Linked DNA regions of Sus scrofa: region 2 is linked to region 1. A link is a contact called in public HiChIP or PLAC-seq data. All regions are on one chromosome and are shown on one strand. The core of a region is the stretch at or near the end of the contact, and the rest is flanking DNA. Distances in the headings are between cores, read along the strand shown.

Evidence for each region. HiChIP or PLAC-seq counts read pairs in DNA pulled down with a chosen protein or histone mark.
Region 2: a contact with region 1 is called in an H3K27ac HiChIP or PLAC-seq map of alveolar macrophages. The contact joins the promoter of BBC3 here to the promoter of ARHGAP35 in region 1. A contact is called at or near these places in 3 of 5 promoter capture datasets (fetal liver, fetal skeletal muscle and liver), 7 of 47 Hi-C or Micro-C datasets (alveolar macrophages, embryonic fibroblasts, heart right ventricle and 3 more) and 2 of 2 datasets of contacts at active chromatin or transcription factors (alveolar macrophages and skeletal muscle).

The regions. Positions count from the first base shown.
Region 1 is chr6:52,709,303-52,714,118 of Sscrofa11.1, forward strand. It overlaps ARHGAP35 (rho GTPase-activating protein 35), which reads left to right and starts at 2,161. Exons shown (of 7, transcript XM_021094622.1): 1 at 2,161-2,911.
Region 2 is chr6:53,044,612-53,049,427 of Sscrofa11.1, forward strand. It overlaps BBC3 (bcl-2-binding component 3), which reads right to left and starts at 2,291. Exons shown (of 4, transcript XM_013998533.2): 1 at 2,190-2,291. The coding sequence starts at 2,192.

The sequences.
Region 1 (4,816 bases), core at 911-3,410:
TGTAGTGGCAGCCTAAAGAAATTCTGGCTGGGAGTTCCCATGGCTCAGAGGTCAACGAATCTGACTAGCATCCGCGAGGACAAAGGTTTGTGCCCTGGCCTTGCTCAGTGGGTTAAGGATCCAACATTGCCCTGAGCTGTGGTGTAGGTCAACAGATGAGGCTCAGATCCTGCGTTGCTGTGACTGTGGTGTAGACCAGTAGCTGCAGCTCCAACTCAACCCCTAGCCTGGGAACCTCCATAAAAAGCAAAAAAAAAAAAAAAGGAAAAGAAAAAGAAAATTTGGCCCATGTACTGGATTTGTTTAGGCCATAGTGCTAAAAACAAACCTTAATATATAAAAATCAAACTTCATGCATTAAAAGTGTAAAAAAAAAAAAGTCAAAGGAACTGACCCTTATCGGTAATCAGAAAACCTTTATTTAATGGGATGCTTTAAATTTTTTTTCTTCTTATGGTCACACCTATGCATATGGAAGTTCCCAGGCTAGGGATCCAATCAGGACTACAGCTGCTGGCCTTTGCCACAGGCACAGCAACATGGGATCCAAAATTCATCTGCAACCTACAGCTCAGCTCACAGGCAATGCCAGATCCTTAACCCACTGTGTGGGGTCAGGGATTGAATTTGCATCCTCAAGGATACTAGCCAGGTTCGTTCTCGCTGAGCCACAAAGGGAACTCCCTGGGCTGCTTTAAAACTTGGGTACATCTAACGCAACACTATAAATCAAGTACACTTCAACTAAAGAAAAAGGGCAGTGAGATGTAACCTCAAAAAAATGGAGTTCCCATCGTGGTGCAGTGGTTAATGAATCCAACTAGGAACCATGAGGTGGCGGATTCAATCCCTGGCCTTGCTCAGTGGGTTAAGGATCCGGCGTTGCTGTGAGCTGTGGTGTAGGTTGCAGACGGGGCTCGGATCCTGCGTTGCTGTGGCTCTGGCGTAGGCCGGGGGCTGCAGCTCTGATTCGACCCCTAGCCTGGGAACCTCCATATGCCGCGGGCGGGGCCCAAGAAATGGCAAAAAGACAAAAAACAACGAAAACAAAAAACAACGACTAGCATCCGTGAGGACAAAGGTTTTTATTTATCAACTTTTTAAATTTTTTTATTTTTATTTTTTGTCTTTTTGTCTTTTTAGGGCCACACCCACGGCATATGGAGGTTCCCAGGCTAGATAGGGGTCTAATGGGAGCTACTGCTGCTGGCCTACGCCACAGCCACAGCAACGCCAGATCTCAGCCATGTCTGTGACCTATAGCACAGCTCACGGCAACGCCGGATCCTTAACCCACTGAGCGAGGCCAGGGATCAAACACTCAACCTCATGGTTCCTAGTCGGATTCGTTTCCGCTGTGCCACGACAGAAACTCCATCAACGTTTTTAGAACAAGCCATGATTTTCTGTGCTTTACACATAGAACTCCTTAAATTCTCACAACAAACCTTACTAAAGAGATAAGATTATCATTCCACTTTTTACATGAAGAGACTAAGAAACGAAAAATGCAGTAAGAAGCATAGCGTTTCTTCATGCATTCCTTAAATATTGACTGAGCTCCCAGAACGCTCAACTTCCACGATCCGTACTTCCGGAGGGATCCCAGAGGAACCCCTCTTCAGTTCACAAGAACTCTGGGGTTATAGCAGTGCCCCTTCCCATCACTAATATTTCCCCTCCGGGCGCCCGAACTGACATTTGACTTGCAGTCATTTGCACAATGCTGACCTGGAGGACCAGGCCCTCGCCCCTCTCCAGGAAATCAGGGCTTCACAGAACCCACAGCAAGTCTTAATAACTCGCACATAACCTGCAGATTTTCCTCACTGCTTGGGAAAATAGCACGCGCTCCTCAGCACCGCCCTCTCTTCCGGAACGACGAAATGCAAGGTTCGGATTGGGCTAAGGCGGGCCACGCCTCCTCCTGTTCCCCAATCAATTCCCTCACTGGGTGCGCTCCCTCCTCCTCAGCTCCGTCCCACCGCCCCACGTTACGTCGCTCCCTCTTTCCTCCTCCGTTATCCCGGGGGCTGCGCTCGCGCGGCAAGCCCACCTCCCTTTGCCTCTCATTGGCTGCTCAGGTCCCGCGCGAGCGGGATCGCGCCCTTCGCCCCCGCCCCCAAAGCCGGGCCATGCCTCTCTCCCGTTTTCTCCAAGAGGCCGCGTGAGGAGGGCATCGGCTGCTTCTGGCGCGCGCAACGGTGCGCGCGCCCCCCGCGGACCACTCCCTTCGCCTCAGCGCGAGTAGACGCTGCGGCTGGCATCCCTTATCGCGCACGCGCAGTTGCCCACCCCGTTCCTTCTGCCTCGCGCTGCCTCGCGCCGCAGCCACCGCAGTAGCGGCATTTTCTTGGGGCGCACGCGCACTGCGCCCTGTGCGCCCGTTCCCTGGACCCGGCCGCTGCGGTAGCAGTGAGCCCCTCGGGCGCGTACGGGCTTTCACTTCTCCCCCACCCAGCGCGGGTTATTCCCTCGCGGCGCGCGCTCAGGGGCCGTTATCCCCCTGCAGAGGTCCCCGCACCACGCACGCGCAGTAGCGAGGGGGCACGCGCGCGGGAGCTGGGGCCGCAGGAAGGAGGTGCCGCTGCCGCCATTGCGAGGGAGGGAGGGAGCGAGCAAGCGAGGCTGGTCCGCCCTCCCCCTGGTTCCCGCCCCTCCCCCCTTCCCCTCCCCGCCCCCCGCCCCGAGGGAGAGCAGCGGAGCGGCGGGAGGAGGAGGTGGAGGAGGCGGAGGAGGGAGCCCGCGAGGGAGGGTCCGCCCGGCCCCCCGCCGCCGGAGCTGCCGCCGCCGCCGCCGCCGCCGCCGCTTCAGCCGCCGCTGGACGAGGAGCAACAGAACATGGCGCCGGGGCCGCCGTCGCCGCTCCCGGGAATCCGGAGGCCGGGGCCGCGCTGAGGACGTCCAGCTGGTGAGTGCGCGAGCTCGTGGGCCCCGGTGGCGAGGCCGGGCGCCGCCCCGTTGTGGGGTCCAGGGGAAGGCGGGGACCGCGGGGCCCGGAGCCCGCGAACAATGGAGGAGCCGGAGGGGGAGGGGAGGGAGCGGCCCCCCAGCCCCCCGGGCCCCGCCGCTTCGCGCTGTGGCCCGGCCCGCCGGGGCCCGCCTGCCCTTCGGACTTGCCCCTGCCCGCCTCAGCCCTGCTGTCGCCGCGTCTGCCCCCACCCTCCGACCCATTGGGATCTCTGTGTCTGCCTCGGCCTCCCCCTTCCCTCGGCCACTGCAGCCACTCCGCTCGCAATTCTGCGCCTCCCCTTTCCCTCTTCCTTCCCTCAGTAATGCCCCTCGCCCCTCCCGGACTCTGCAGTGCTCATGGGACCCACCTCCTCCGTGACCCTTCCGCATCCCTTAATTCTGGACCTTCACATTCTGGTTCGTGACCCTTCTGCCTTCTCCCGTTCCGCTCTCAGCACCCTGCCCCTGCCCCCTTCTTTGACCGGTCTGCTGTTACCCTCTCTTGCACCCCCTGGAGCTGTCCCTCTAGGAACTGCGGTTCCACCTCCTTGGAGATCCATCTGGGACCCCGTTTGTCTCGGCACTGCTGCCCCAGGTCTTCTCTTTGGACTTAATTCCATCTCCCTCTTGGGCCCTACTGTCTCCTCGCAAAATCTGTCCCACACCTCCCCCCCGGATACCCCTTTGGGCTCTCTGACCCCTGCCTCTCAGATGCACCTTGCCTGCCTCCTCCCTTAGTCAAAATGTGTCATTCACATCCTTTCCTCTCTTCCAGACTTTGCTGCCTCCCCTCTCTGCCCCTCGTTCAGTCTCAGATCTTGCTGTGCCCTCCAGCCTGCTTGCTTTCTGACTTTGCCTTCCGTGAAGCAGCCTCCTCCCCCTTCTCTGACCCTGCAGCTCTCATTTCTGCAATTCACTTCTCTGACCTTTCTCCCTAACTCAGCCTCTCTGCAGCCTCACGCCCTGCAGTCCTTTCTGCCCCGGTGTTGTCCTTGCCTGTTGCCTCTCCATCTCACCTCCTTATTGGCCCTCTTTTGAGCTGTTCCATTCAGTTGCCCCCTTTTCCTTTGACCTGTTTCCCCTTCAATTCTCTGCTTAAGACCTGCTTCCACCCTCTATCTCCAAGTCCTGTCCTCCACATTTTGGCTCTTCTTAGATTTGCCCTTTACCTTACTGAATTATTGGTAACTTCTCTCTGATCCATCACCCCCTCCCTTCCTGTTGTGCATCTCAGACCTGCCCCGATCCTTTTTGCCCCTGCTCTTTCATTTGTTCGCTTCTGCCTCATCCTCTCTATTTTCCTTCCAGCTCTACCCCTTTTGGAGCTGTCCACTTGTCTGCCTATTTTGGGGATCCATTTTAACTTTCCTGCTGCTGTCTCCTCTTGGAGTGGTCCTCTTTAACTCTGGTCATGTTGGTACTGCCTCGCACCTCTGTTGCTTCTAAATTCTAAGTTTTCCTACTGATCTCCCCCCACCATTTTGATTCCCCTCTCAACCTCCAGTCTCTCCTTTCTTGTATTTGTCCCCCTTTTTTTTGCCCTGCCCCTCTTACCTTTTTAAGTCTCCTTCCCCCAGCTCTGCCCCTTGTAGAGATGTTTTCCCAATCATTCCTACCTTTCATTTCACCCACCCCCACCCCAGCTCCCTCTTGGAACTGCCCAGTTTTTGGCTAGAGTCTCCCTCCTTTTTGCCATTCCTCTCTCAGTTCTGTTCTTCATTGCCTTGTTTCCTGCTGGGCTCCTTCTCTTCCCATTTAGTTCCTGTCAGACTTGCTTCTCCCACCTGCCCCCCTTGACTGCTTCTTCCCCCTGGGTGCTTCGCCTCTTCAGGCATGCCTTTCTCTGAACTCTGTCCCTCAGCTT
Region 2 (4,816 bases), core at 1,041-3,540, 340 kb after region 1:
CAGACCTACAGAATCACCCCCAACCAGCACACACAGACAACTCTCACAGAGAACACACACACACACACACACGCAGAGGTACACCACACACAAACAGCACCCCCTCTCTCAAGCGCGGCGTACACAGAGAACCCTACGCAAACACACAGGGACAGGGCATACGCTCCGACGGGGCCACAGCCCCAACATTCCCCGGGACCGATACAACCACTCCCCGCAGACCCCAGCACAAACTCGGAGCCAGACACCCGCACACACCCAGGCGAGACACCTGCAGATCCACAACCCCGCACACGCGCGCTCCCACGGCGGGCCCAGACGCCCCCCCTGCGCTGTCACAGCCCCCCCCACCCCGCCGCCGCCACGTGCGCCCGCCCCGCCCGCCAGGCGAGCGCGGGGCCAATAACCGGCTGTTGCTGGGGCGCAGCCCCCGCCCGCAGGAGCCTCAGACTCCACGGCCCGCGAGCCGCCCCCAGTCGCCGCCCCCAGCGGGCGCGCGCCCGGGGTGTGGCCGCCCCTCCACGCCATCCCCCCCCAACCCCGCCCCTCCCGGACTGCAGGGGCCGGAGCAGTCGGGGTCGACTCACTTCCCCGGGGCCTCACTGGCCGCCAGGGGGCGCTGCCGAGCCCGCACCCCATTGTTTGTAAACAAACCCGCCAGACCGCTGAGGCACCTGCGCTCTCGGACCCTTAGTGCCTCCCGCCCAGCAACCCCAGCCCAGGGTGCCTCGTGGAGGTGGAAGGCAAGGAGAGAGGAAGGCACAGTGTGGGGACACAGCCCCCTCCCCCCGATCACACTGCTCTCCGAGTGCACTACCGCCACCTCCTCCAGGGAGCCCACCGGGCCTGGCCAATCGCGACTGGCGGAGGGTCGGGGTGGGCACACTCACCCCGGGGGCATGAACACGCCGGAGGGGACGATGATGGGGGGCGGGCGGCTTCCTTCAGGAGGGCGCGCCCGCTGAGCGCCGCTCGCTGCGGCGACTGTTGCTGCGGTGGCGACTTCTGCTGCTGCTCTAACTGCAGTGGCTGCTGCTGTTGCTGTTGTAGCGGCGGCTGCTCCTCGGGCCGCAGGCGCGTCTACGTCCTGAACGCCGCTGCTGCTGATTTCGCCGCCGCCGCCGCCGCCTCCAGGCGCCCGCTCGCATGTGGCTCGCGCAGCGTCTCAGGCCGCCGGTCGGATCCCGGGCCCGCTCAGCGGCCGCCCCGCCCCGCCCCGCCCCGCCCCCGTCCCCGCCTCCGCCCGGCGGGTCCCACGCCCCGCCCCCGCGTGACGCCACGGCCCCGTCCGCCCGCTCGCCCGCCGCGGACAAGTCGGGACTTGCAGGCGCGCGCCGCTCCCCCTACCTCGGCGGCGCCGGGGGTTTCCCTGCAGCCGCGGGCGGAGCAGGGCCTCTCCCCCGCGTGGAGGCGCAGCGATCCCGCCGCGCTGATGGCGGGACAGCCGGACGCACACGCACTGACACACTGACACGCTGACTGCGACCCGCAGACACACGCACCCAGAGACTTGTCTGCTGCCTGACCGCCTGGCGCTCCAGGGTACACAAAGTCACGTGCTGACAGGGCACGGAGACACGCCGACTCGCAGACACACCCTGGACAGGGGCGTGGACACACAAACTCACACACTGATGGAGCCCACACGCACACACACATCCAGACCCAAATACATAGCCTGACTTGCTAACAGGATCGCTGGGACTGACGGAGTGACACAATGTCAGGGTCACGCAGTTGTACAAACACCCACACTGCTGAGCACGCCTGGGCCCACAAAACGGCTCTGTTCACAAGCATTCCCACTGAGCGGGTACCCACAACACGCACAGTGGCGACAGGCCCACATAGACACAAGCCGAGGGCTTCTCAGGAAGTAGAAACTTCCTGACGAGTGCTGCTGGACACACACGCACATACACGCAGGACACCTGTCACAGAGACACCTGGACACGCGGCTTGATCTAGATGACAGGACCACAGGGACACACAGGAACACACCCCCAAGCCGGTTCCCAGCTGACACATTAAAACTGGCAGAAATGGCCCCTCACAGACACAGATCAATCAGACAGAAAAAAGACTGACCCCCAACAGACAGTCACAAAGTCACACCTGTGACAGGTTCCTGCTCACTGGCCCACTGATGGGACACGCTCCAGAAGCCATGCACCCCTGACCACACTCACCATGAATCTGGTGGGGGACCAGGGTGAGCAGAAAGCCCTGGGCACTGGGCACGGACATGCCCGGGCAGCCCCTGCACTGACTCTCGCTCGGTTTTCTGCCTTTTGGTTCCCTTTCCCTTCTCGGTTTCCCGTTGTCACTCCTTCCTGTACTCTGATGTAGTGACCTCGGTGACCCCACGGTGTCCCGCCCTCCCCCAGGGCTCTGGGGCTCTGTCGTCCCTGCACCTTTCATTCCCTCCATGTCACAGCCCAAACCAGACTGTGTCATCAGAGGGCCAGGGGCCTCTTGAGTGCTCAGTTCTGGGCTGGCTAAGAAGGGGTGCCAGACTTGAGCAGAGGTGCACTTGTTCAGGCTCTCAAGCTCCACTCTCTCCAGGACCAGACCCTTGGATTTTCCAAGAGAAGCAGAAAATGTTAAAATCTCATGTGTAATCCCCCTACTTTCAGTACTGGGGACTAATTCAGCCTCCCTCTCTCCTCTTGCTTTCCCTCATTCATTCCCTCATTCATTCATTCATTCACTCCCCCCTCCTTCCTCTCTTCCTTCCAGTGTTTTTCAAACTCAGGGTCATGACCCACATGCGCAAACCATGATTGTGGACTTCTGTGGATCTTTATTGTGTTTTATTCAAGTTTATTGAGATATATTTACATGCCATATAATTAAATTTTTCGGTGTTTTTAGTGAGTTGGGACAAAAGCACATTATTGCACACCATCACAATCAAGATTTGGACAATTTCTGAAGTTCCCCGGTGGCTCAGCAGGTATTGTCAGTGCACTGGGTCTGGTTGCTGCTGTGACACAGGTTCGATCCCTGATCCATCCAGGAACTTCTGTGTGCCACAGGTGCAGGCAAAAACCAACCAAAAAAGCAAATTAGAATCTCATTTAAAAACTCATGAAGTTGGAGTTCCCTTCGTGGCTCAGCAGGTTATGAACTCCACTAGTAACAATGAAGACGTGGGTTCAATCGCTGGCTTTTCTCAGTGGGTTAAGGATCCGGCATTGCCATGAGCTGTGGCTTACTTAGTTCACAGACGCAGCCCAGATCTGGCGTTGCTGTGGCTGTGGCATAGGTCGGCGTGGCTACAGCTCTGATTCGACCCCTAAGCCTGGGAACCTCATATGCCACGGGTGCAGCCCTAGAAAGCAAAAAAAAAAAAAAAAACAAAAAACATAAAGTCAAAGGAAAATATTGTTTGATGAAAATATTTTTTATGATAGCGAACATACACCAAGTCACAGAGAAAGTGGCTGTGTTTCTGACTGTAGATCAAGTCTAAAGGCGTTTGAGAAATGCTGCCTTGGACATTTTTAAACGAGATCACACACAGATGTCAGTGAGCACAACATCTCACACGTGGTGAGGTATAACCTACTACAGGTTAGCCGTTATCACTAGTATTACTGCGTGTGGCAGTGAAGTTGGGAGAGGGGCTCATGGAGCAGACTGAACCCTTTATTCACTGATCAGTGCCCTAAAGCTGCTTCATCTAGGACTGGACACCAGGAAGCCAGATATGCTAGAATATTCTTCTGAGAAGAAAATGAATGTGAAAGAATCTGGTTTGTTGCTGTGGCTGTGGTATAGGCCAGTGGCTACAGCTCCAATTTGACCCCTAGCCTGGGAACCTCCATATGCCATGGGTGGGGCCCTAAAAAGACGCCCCCCCCCAAAAAAAAGACAAAAAATGAATCTGGCTTGGTGGGTAGGGCTGAAAGCAGATGAGAGGGCCAAGGATCCACCAGACCATAAGCATTTGCACCTTCCCACTATCTAGTCCAGATTCTTTTTCCAAATTCTGCCATCGTATCATCCCAGACCAGGGGTCTCAAACTTGAGAGCTAATATGAACTAAATGAGAGAAATGAGTCTGGTGTAATACAACAGGGCATGGTAGGGACTGTGGCTAAGTGAAGAAAGTCAAAAAACAAAACAACAACAAAAAATCCTGTGTGCGTGGGAGTTCCCTGGTGACCTAGTGTTTAAGGATCTGTTGCTGTCACTTCTCTAGCTCAGGTCACTGCTGTGGTGTGGGTATGATCCCTGGCCTGGGAACTGCTGCATGCCACTGACACAGCCAAAACAAACAAACAAAAAACTCGTATAAAAAAAAGAGAGAGAGACAGAATCTGTGACTGGCTGAAGGTCTGCCTTTTCAAGACCCCTACTATAGGGGCTCAAAGAGGGAAAATCCCCAGCCTCTGTCTTCCAGACTCAATACCCTCCACCTCTACCCTGGCAGGTCTCCTGTGGGGCCAAGGGACTCCCTCATCTAAGTTCCTGGAGGAGCATTCTGGGCCTCCCTCCAATCCTGCCTTTGGTCCCCACTCCCCTGGGGAAGGACAAGGGGGTTCTGAAGATCTGAGGGGTCACCAATCCCTCTGACAGAAGATGAGAAGCAAAAATAAACAGACATACAAACAGAGAGACAGGAAGACTCAGATCAGGGGAGGGGAGGGAGTCGGAAAGAGAGAGGGGGAGAGACAGACAGAGAGCAAATGAGGGGGGTCACAGATGGGGTGGCTGGGGAGGGGTCAGGCTTGGTGAAGACCAGAATTTCTTTCTTTCTTTTTTCTTTTTGGGGCCACCCTCCCAAGGCATATGGAGGTTCCCAGGCTAG